2 separate regions of the Ovis aries genome follow, and region 1 is linked to region 2. A link is a contact called in public Hi-C data. All regions are on one chromosome and are shown on one strand. Each heading gives the region's core, a stretch centred on a gene start, on an enhancer-like site or on the middle of the called end of the contact. The rest is flanking DNA. Distances are from core to core; before and after follow the strand shown. Region 1 overlaps RYK (receptor like tyrosine kinase). Region 2 holds the start of AMOTL2 (angiomotin like 2).

What was found. Hi-C and Micro-C count contacts between places; a contact is called where the count stands out from the background.
Region 1: a Hi-C map of hypothalamus shows a contact between it and region 2, with 4 times the contacts expected there. The contact joins the enhancer-like site here to the promoter of AMOTL2 in region 2. A contact is called at or near these places in 5 of 16 Hi-C or Micro-C datasets (hypothalamus, liver, muscle and 2 more).

What each region holds. Positions count from the first base shown.
Region 1 is chr1:255,748,368-255,752,301 of ARS-UI_Ramb_v3.0, reverse strand. The region is part of intron 1 of RYK (receptor like tyrosine kinase); the gene reads right to left. Among named protein-coding and RNA genes, the nearest start is that of RYK, 19 kb to the right of the region's middle. Within about 2 kb of position 1,306, at least 9 of the 54 cell types and tissues checked have an H3K27ac peak or open chromatin away from gene starts, as enhancers often do. A contact at or near this core is called in hypothalamus, where this site is marked.
Region 2 is chr1:255,603,732-255,607,327 of ARS-UI_Ramb_v3.0, reverse strand. AMOTL2 (angiomotin like 2) reads right to left here and starts at 2,217. Exons shown (of 10, transcript XM_042236885.2): 1 at 2,109-2,217.

The DNA.
Region 1 (3,934 bases), core at 57-2,556, 150 kb before region 2:
CCATTGAGCTACCAGCGAAGCCCCAACCAAAAGGTAAAATTTGGAAAAGCATTACAAAGTGAAAAAGATCAAAGCTCAGAATTTCACCATTCAACAGTGACAATGGGGCTGAAATGAGAAGAAAATCCTTGAACCACCCAGGCTCACTGTCTGAATGAGGATAACCTGGGAAATCCTAAAGATGATAGGGAAGGCAACAGAGCAATAGGTTTCAGGGGAATCAGAAGTGTACCAAGAATTTATATTCCCAGACAAATTCTCATCATGTGCAAAGACAATAGATTCTCAAAAAAATACCAATTATGTATCCTCCTCCATAAAAGTCACTCCAAAACATACTGAGACATTAACAGCACTTTTATTTTTAACATGAGATCATCATTTTATACTGAGAAAAGGTTTATCACGCATAATAATTCTAGTATAATAATTATGAATATAGCTCTAAATCAAAATGTAGAATCCAAAAAAATCTCTAAATATTAGAAATGCAAAAAAAAAAAAACCCAATGTAATCAATTTTCCCAAAATAACAGAAATATGAGGAGAATCCAATATATGTTTAATCATGTTACGAAACTATCAGCCTATGGCTGATCTTAGCACATAGATATGTGTATCTCCATCCACAATTAATATGGAGGAGTAGACATGTAGACATATCAAGACCATACTTTTAAAGGAAATTCAATTCTTCCAAAGCAACCATAAGAGATTTAAAAAAAGGTGATCAGCTATAAGGAAAAGCACAATAAGTTTGTAAAGAAGAAAATGTTTAGTCCGCAACCTAACCACAGGGGAGGGAGGGAAAATATAACGTTATAGGTCCTGATGTACCATCTATCTCAAAGAGTTACCTGTATCCTAAGATTTCAACTGCATAAAGAAAAATGAGAACATGGAAAAATGCTGGAAAGATATTTACCAAAGACTCCCAATGCATAGTTAAATAATGTGTACTTTTCTTCTTTTTTACAGTCCTGTATACTTTCCAAATGGCGTATGTTTTTATTCAGATAATCAGGCAATAGTTAGTAAAATAAAAAGAATTTTAAACAAACTGATTTTTTTAAAAAAGATGAAATCTGTAAAGACTATGATACATGTATTCCTGAATGTAATCTTTATTCTTCCCTTCCCCATCATGCTCAAAACAATTTTTAAGAAAGAGAAAAGTAATAGACAATTGAAGACAGGATCTAGGTAATCTACTCCTTTCTAACTGCCACTAATCACTAGTGTTTCCAGTATGACCTAACAATTAAACGCAGTCTCAAAGCAGGGCCAGCAGATGGCAGGGTTTATCACTGTCTAGGAGTGGTGCTGTAGCTTCTGCAGAGAAGTGGGCCATGAGGAATGGTTAGAGAGGGTAGTGAAGGAAACCGTTCATTCAGTGATGCTTTACTCAGGCAGTTGTGCACAAGCCAGGGAAAGGGCAACTTTAAGAGACCAGGAAACAGCCTGGTTCTGGTGGAAGGGAGTGACTAAGAGTAGGTTGGGGTACCCTGATCACAGCAAGGAAGTTCCAAGGGCTGAGAAAAGGACCAAGTCCAAACAGGCCGTTTCAATGAGTGCCTTATTTAGAAAAGCACCAGCACAGCCACAAGTAACAAGTGAGAAAAAAAAAAAATCATAGTAATGTTAATATCCTCGAGGATAAAGGGAGGGAAATAATGAAAACAACTCACTGAGGCTCATCTTACAACTCAGTGACTCCAACAACCCTAACGGGTCAAAGGTCCTATAAGTAAATCTCAATGATATAAAAAGAGAAGAGGATGCTGAGTCACTATTCTAGGGCAAAATAATCAAAAATCAAAGTAACAAATGAAGGATATATGCATGATAAAAGCTGGTCCCCTAATGAACAATCCAAAAAGGAAATAAAGAAAACAATTTCAATCAATTAAACTAAGAGATAAAAAGTTTTATACACTGAAAACTACAAAACTGCTGAAATTAAAGAAGACCTAAGCAAACGGAAAGACATCCCATCTTCATGCACTGGAAGACTTATTATTACTATTGCTAAGGTAGCAATACTACCCAAAGGGATATAGCAGTACAATCCCTATCAAAATTGTAACTGCCCTTTTTGCAGAAAATAGAAAAGTAGATTCTCAAATTAATATGGAAATGCAAGTAGCCTCCAACAGCCAAAAGAGTCTTGAAACAGAACACGTCTGAGTTACGTTTTCCAGCTGCAAAACTTACAATAAAGCCAGAGAAACCAAGACAGTGTGGTAACAGCATAATGACAGATCTCTAGACTGATGGAAGAAAACTGAGAGTAAGGAAATAAGCCTATATATTTCTACCCAATTGACTTTTTTCCTTAGTTTTTTTTTTTTTAATTTTAATGGAGTACAGTTGACTTACAATGCTTTGTTAGTTTCAGATATATGACACAGTGATTCAGTTATACATTCATTCTTTTCTAGATTCTTGAATATAGATTATCCGAGAATATTGAGTAGAATTCCCTGTGCTATACAGTAGGCCCTTGTTGCTTATCTATCTTTTCGATTAATTTTTACATAGCTTAAGTTCAATAGTTAAAAAGTTTAAAGTTTTAAAGTTTTACACAATTGATGCAGGTATAATCAGGCCTTTAATATAAAATATTGTGCAACCAGAGATATCGGTCACTTAGCAGTTATTGCTTCTTCCCAATCAGCATAAAAGACTTAGCCAATTAATGCAGAATTTAAGGAACCAGAAAAACACTAATTTTAAACAAACTACAAAAATATCTTGCAATGAAATTGGCAATGTTTCTCTATGCAACTTTTAAAAGGGGAAATGTGTTCTGTAGGGTAAATTTAGGTTTCTTGGCAGAGTGTTTCAATCATGTGTAAACATTGGCTCCATTAGCTAGTATTGGAACAGAACAAAACCCATAGTTATTTTAACCATCATCAAAAGTGGTACTCAGTTCCTCAGGAACTATACGGTAAAGGATGTGTTATGATGCACGGCAAAGAAGCAATAGATAGGAGGGAGTGGGGCACAAGGGCAAACCTGGGAACCCCTGTAAGGCCAAGGCTGTTCATGACCTCAAAAATCCACCTGATGTCCAAGTAGACATCTAGCCTACTGATTTTTGGCAAGTGTGCCAAGACTGCTTAATGGGGAAAGAACAGCCTCTTTAACAGATGGTCCTGGGACAACTGGATATCCATATGCAAAAAGAATGAAATTACCTCAGCCACATATAAAAACTGACTCAAAATAAATCAACCACCTAAATATAACACCTAAAACTATAAAACTCTTAGAGAAAAGTATAGGGATAAAATTTTATGACCTTGGATTTAACAATGGATTCTTAAATATGACGCTAAAAGCAAGAGTAACAGAAGAAAAATAGATAAATTGGACTTCATAAAACCCTCTGCACATCCAAAGCCATTATCAAGGTGAAGACAACCTAGAAAATGGAGGAAAATGTTGCAAATCATCTATCTGATAAGGGTCTAGTGTCCACAATACATAAAGAACTCTTACAACCCAACAACAGAAAGACAATTTAATAATGGGCAAGGGGGACTTCCCCGGTAGTCCAGTGGTTGAGAATCCACCTTCCAACGCAGAGGACGATGGGTTGATTCCCAGTCGGGGAATTAAGATCCCACATGGGGTGGGGCCACTAAGTCCACACACCACAGCTAGAGAGGGGCCTGCATGCCACAGCGAAGATCCTGTGCACCGCAGCACAGATCCTGTGTGCTGCAACTGAGACTCACGAAGCCAAATCAATAAATATTTTTTTTTAATGGGCAGAGGACCTGAATAGACATTTCTCCAAAGAAAACACACCAACAGCCAACAAACATGTGACTATCATTTGTCATGAGAGAAATACAGATCAAAACTACAATGAGGTATCCCTTTACACTCACTAGGATAGCTTTAATTAAAAAAACAAACAGAA
Region 2 (3,596 bases), core at 968-3,467:
GGAGCCTGGTGGGCTACAGTCCACAGGGTTGCAAAGAACTGGACACAACTGAGCATGCACGCATGCACACACCAGCCCGGTAGAAGCCCTAGGCAAACAGCCCCCACAGCACGAAGCATGCCTGAACCATGGCCTTGGCACAGCTAACTCACAACCCTTTACCCTGCAGAGCCCTCTCTGTCATGGGATGACCTTGGCAGTCACTCTGCAAGGTGAACAGGAAGGAGAAAATGCATCTGGATCGGTGAATAAGGGATGAAAGATGAGACAGACTACACCAAGAGTGGTTTTGCAAAAGGAGGCAAAAAGGTGCCGCTCATCAAGGTTTGTGGGCCAGGCACACAGTCTGTGCACTGACAGTGAGCGCACACGTGCTCCAGGAAAAAGAAAGGCTGGCACGGTGTCTCTGATTTTATGATCACCACCCCAGCCACACACACACTTGCTCCTTGGAAGCGCCTGCTGGTCCTCTAGGTACGAGGGGATGGGCACTCAGCATCTCTACATGGGTAAGACTGCTTGAGTTGACTGAAGGAGTGCGGGAGCTGCGGGCACCCGGGGCTGGTGACTCTGCAGGGAGATTGTCTCCTGAGGAAGGTGTTCCCTTCTGAGTCTGTGCTCCCAGTGGCCCATGGCCTGGAAGGCTGCCCGCCTCACCTGGATTCCTTTCCCCAGCCTTCTCCAACACAAACCTCCAAACTGGGATTCAGGGAAGACCAAACAAAACCCACACCTCCACAGGTCCTGTGTATATAGGAGGACAGTGGGAGGAATGTGGCCCCTCCTTTGCCACAGAGCTAGCCCCAATGCCCGGCTCCAGTTAGGGCTTGGCTGGCTGGCAGAGCAGCCATTCCCAACCCACTCCCTCCTCCCAGCTGCCCAGAACTGGGGAGAGATAGGTCTAGAGGACATCTCGGTGTTCAGACTTCCCGGACCACATCATCCCCCCTATCCCCCCGCCCCCGCCACACACACACATACACACAGGGGGCGCACACATACACACAGGGGGCACACACATATACGGGGCGCGCGCGCACACACACAGAAGATGCAAGACTCTAGAGTTACCCGAGGCAAAACAAACAGGAATCAATTCGCCCTAGCGTTTCATCCACGGGGCATTTCCTAAGTTAAACACTGTCTGGGCTGACTCCAGCCGAGGACCGGGGAATGCAGTTTTCCGGACAGATTCCAGCCCTCCTCCTCCCCCAACAGTGTGCCTGGGAGCAGGGAGCACTTCCCGCGCCTTTCATTCCTTGTTTGTCTCAGTCAGATCTCTCAGATGGACACAGCTAAGCTGTTACTAAAATCCGCGCCCGCGACCCGGATCGTGCACCCCTGCTGCGCTAGCGCGCTGGGCTCTCTGAAACACCCGCTTCGAAGCAACCACACAACTCCGGCCTTTACCTTGGCTCACTGCGGCCCAAGGAACCAAAGCGAGGGTCTTTAAGTCAGATCGCACCCCAGCCAGGGATCCCGCCCTACCCGGACTCCTGGCTGACCACGAGCACCCTGCGGCTGCCGCAGCGCCTGGAGCGGACGACGGTAGCCGCGGTCCGGAGAGGTCTTTAAGCGTCGTGGATCCGCCTCCCCCCTCCCTCCCGAGCCCTCTTTGTTTTCCAAATGCCCCAGCGCTGACGTCACCGGGCTGGACGGCAGGCTGCATTCTTTCTAAGTGAGAGCCAGACCGTGGCTCCGGAGAGGATTTTCCAAGGAAGACAAAGAGGAATTCTTGGGCTAGTTAGGGAGGAAAGACACCTGTAACCCCCACCCCCGAACCAAATTAGCCCCCGGGCCCTGCAACTTGAGCTCCAAGCGGCGCCTCCTTCCCAGATCCGTGCTCCCAGACACCCACTCCTATCTGCCCACGGGCTGTCCCCTCCTTCAGCCCCAGCGGACCCCCGCCGCCTGCGAGAGCTCCCAGGGGACCTGCAAGGCGCCCCAGGACGGAGCTGCCCTCGCCGCGCCGGTTGCGGGCAAAGGCGCACCGCTCCTGGAGGACTCAGGGTCCGCTCGGCTTCTGCTCCCTCTCCCGGAAAAGGCTGGGCTGGAGCGCGTCTCTGCAGCCCCGTACACTCCCCAAAGCGCCAAGAGGCCTTTCTTACCGCTGCGGCCAGCGAGTGCTCCGAGCGGTCAAATCCGACGGCTCGGCCCGGCCCGGCTCAGCTCAGCTTGGCGGCGGAGGTGTGCTCTCGGCAGAGGCGCCGACGTTCTGGCGGCTTAGCCCCAGCGCGCAGCCCCAGGGTCGGCCCGCGCCGGAGGCGGCTGCTATGCCAGGAATGTGAGAGTTTCAGGTTCCCCCTCGGGATCAAAGCGAACCACAAATAACCTCGTAGCGCGCCGCCCTCCTCCTCTCTCCGCCTCCTCCAGCTCCCTCCTCCCCGCCCCCGCCTTCCTCCGGGAAGGCGGCGCTGTGGACCTGGCCGCCCCGGCCTCCTGGACTCTCTGCGCCCCTCCCCGGCCAGCGACCTCCGCTCTCCTTAGGAGCTGCTGGAATCCATCTAGGCCCCTTACCGCCCTCAGCCCCGTACCCGGCCTTCCTCTCACTCCTCCAGCTCCATCGGCTGGACGACACCGAGAATGTACGTGGCATGCCCTCGAGAGAGACCCTGGGTGTTGCTGCTGGACGTGGTTGGGGATGAGAGGGGCTTGGTGTGTGTGCGTTGTACAGTGAGAGAAGACTGGAAATATATCCATATCTGCCCGATCCAGACCGTGCCCCAAGCGAAGAGATGACTCTTGCTTCCAGCCGGGAGCCTCGCTGGTTGTCGCTGGCGGCAACCTTTGAATTGCACTTTTATTGTTTACAAACACCTTCACCAGCCCTTTCCGGATCTGTCTCCACAGGAAGTGTGAATCTGGGATGAAAAATCTTCCGGCTAATTTGACCCACTTTACCAGCTGAATCACCCGCCGCCAGGCGATCTGTCCAGCTCTTCCCAAAGAAGGCAGTAAGGGGCACCCCTTTACGGGTGCCAGCACCCGCTTACCGCCTGGTCATCCCGCCAACCTTCCAGTCATCTTGCCAGGGATTTTCTTTTTTTTTATCATCCCTGTCTTATAAATGAGGAAACCAAGGCTCGGAGAGATTAATTAGCTTGCCAAGAGTCACACAGAGAGTAAGTGATGAAGCCAGGTAACCTGTGGGCTGCTCTGCTTCTCATTCCCAAAACTTTTCCACGGCCACCAGAATCCAGGTTACTGCGGTGGACAGGGCAGACTCTGGGAGCTCTCCTCTCTCCATCTGCTCTTTCTCTTTTTTGGTTTCTTCGCTTCCCTCCACACCCCTGTCAGCCAGGGGCCCTCTCTTAGGTCCACTGTTGTGCTCCTGCTCTTCCTTCTCTGGATGGAATTCTGTCCTCTGACCCTTCCTCCCCAGCCTTTGGCACTAGGCTGGTTCATCTGCAGCGGTGGAAACCCCTTCTCCAGAAAGCCTGCTGTGCAAGACCCTCCCCACCTGCAGGCACTTCCCCAACTCTGTGTGCCATTCCTGGGCCCTGACCACACTGGGTCTCTCAACACCTCTATGTGTAAAGCCCAGGCCCCTGTCCACCCTGAGAATCAGGGCTGACTTTCACCCCCAGCCAGGTCTT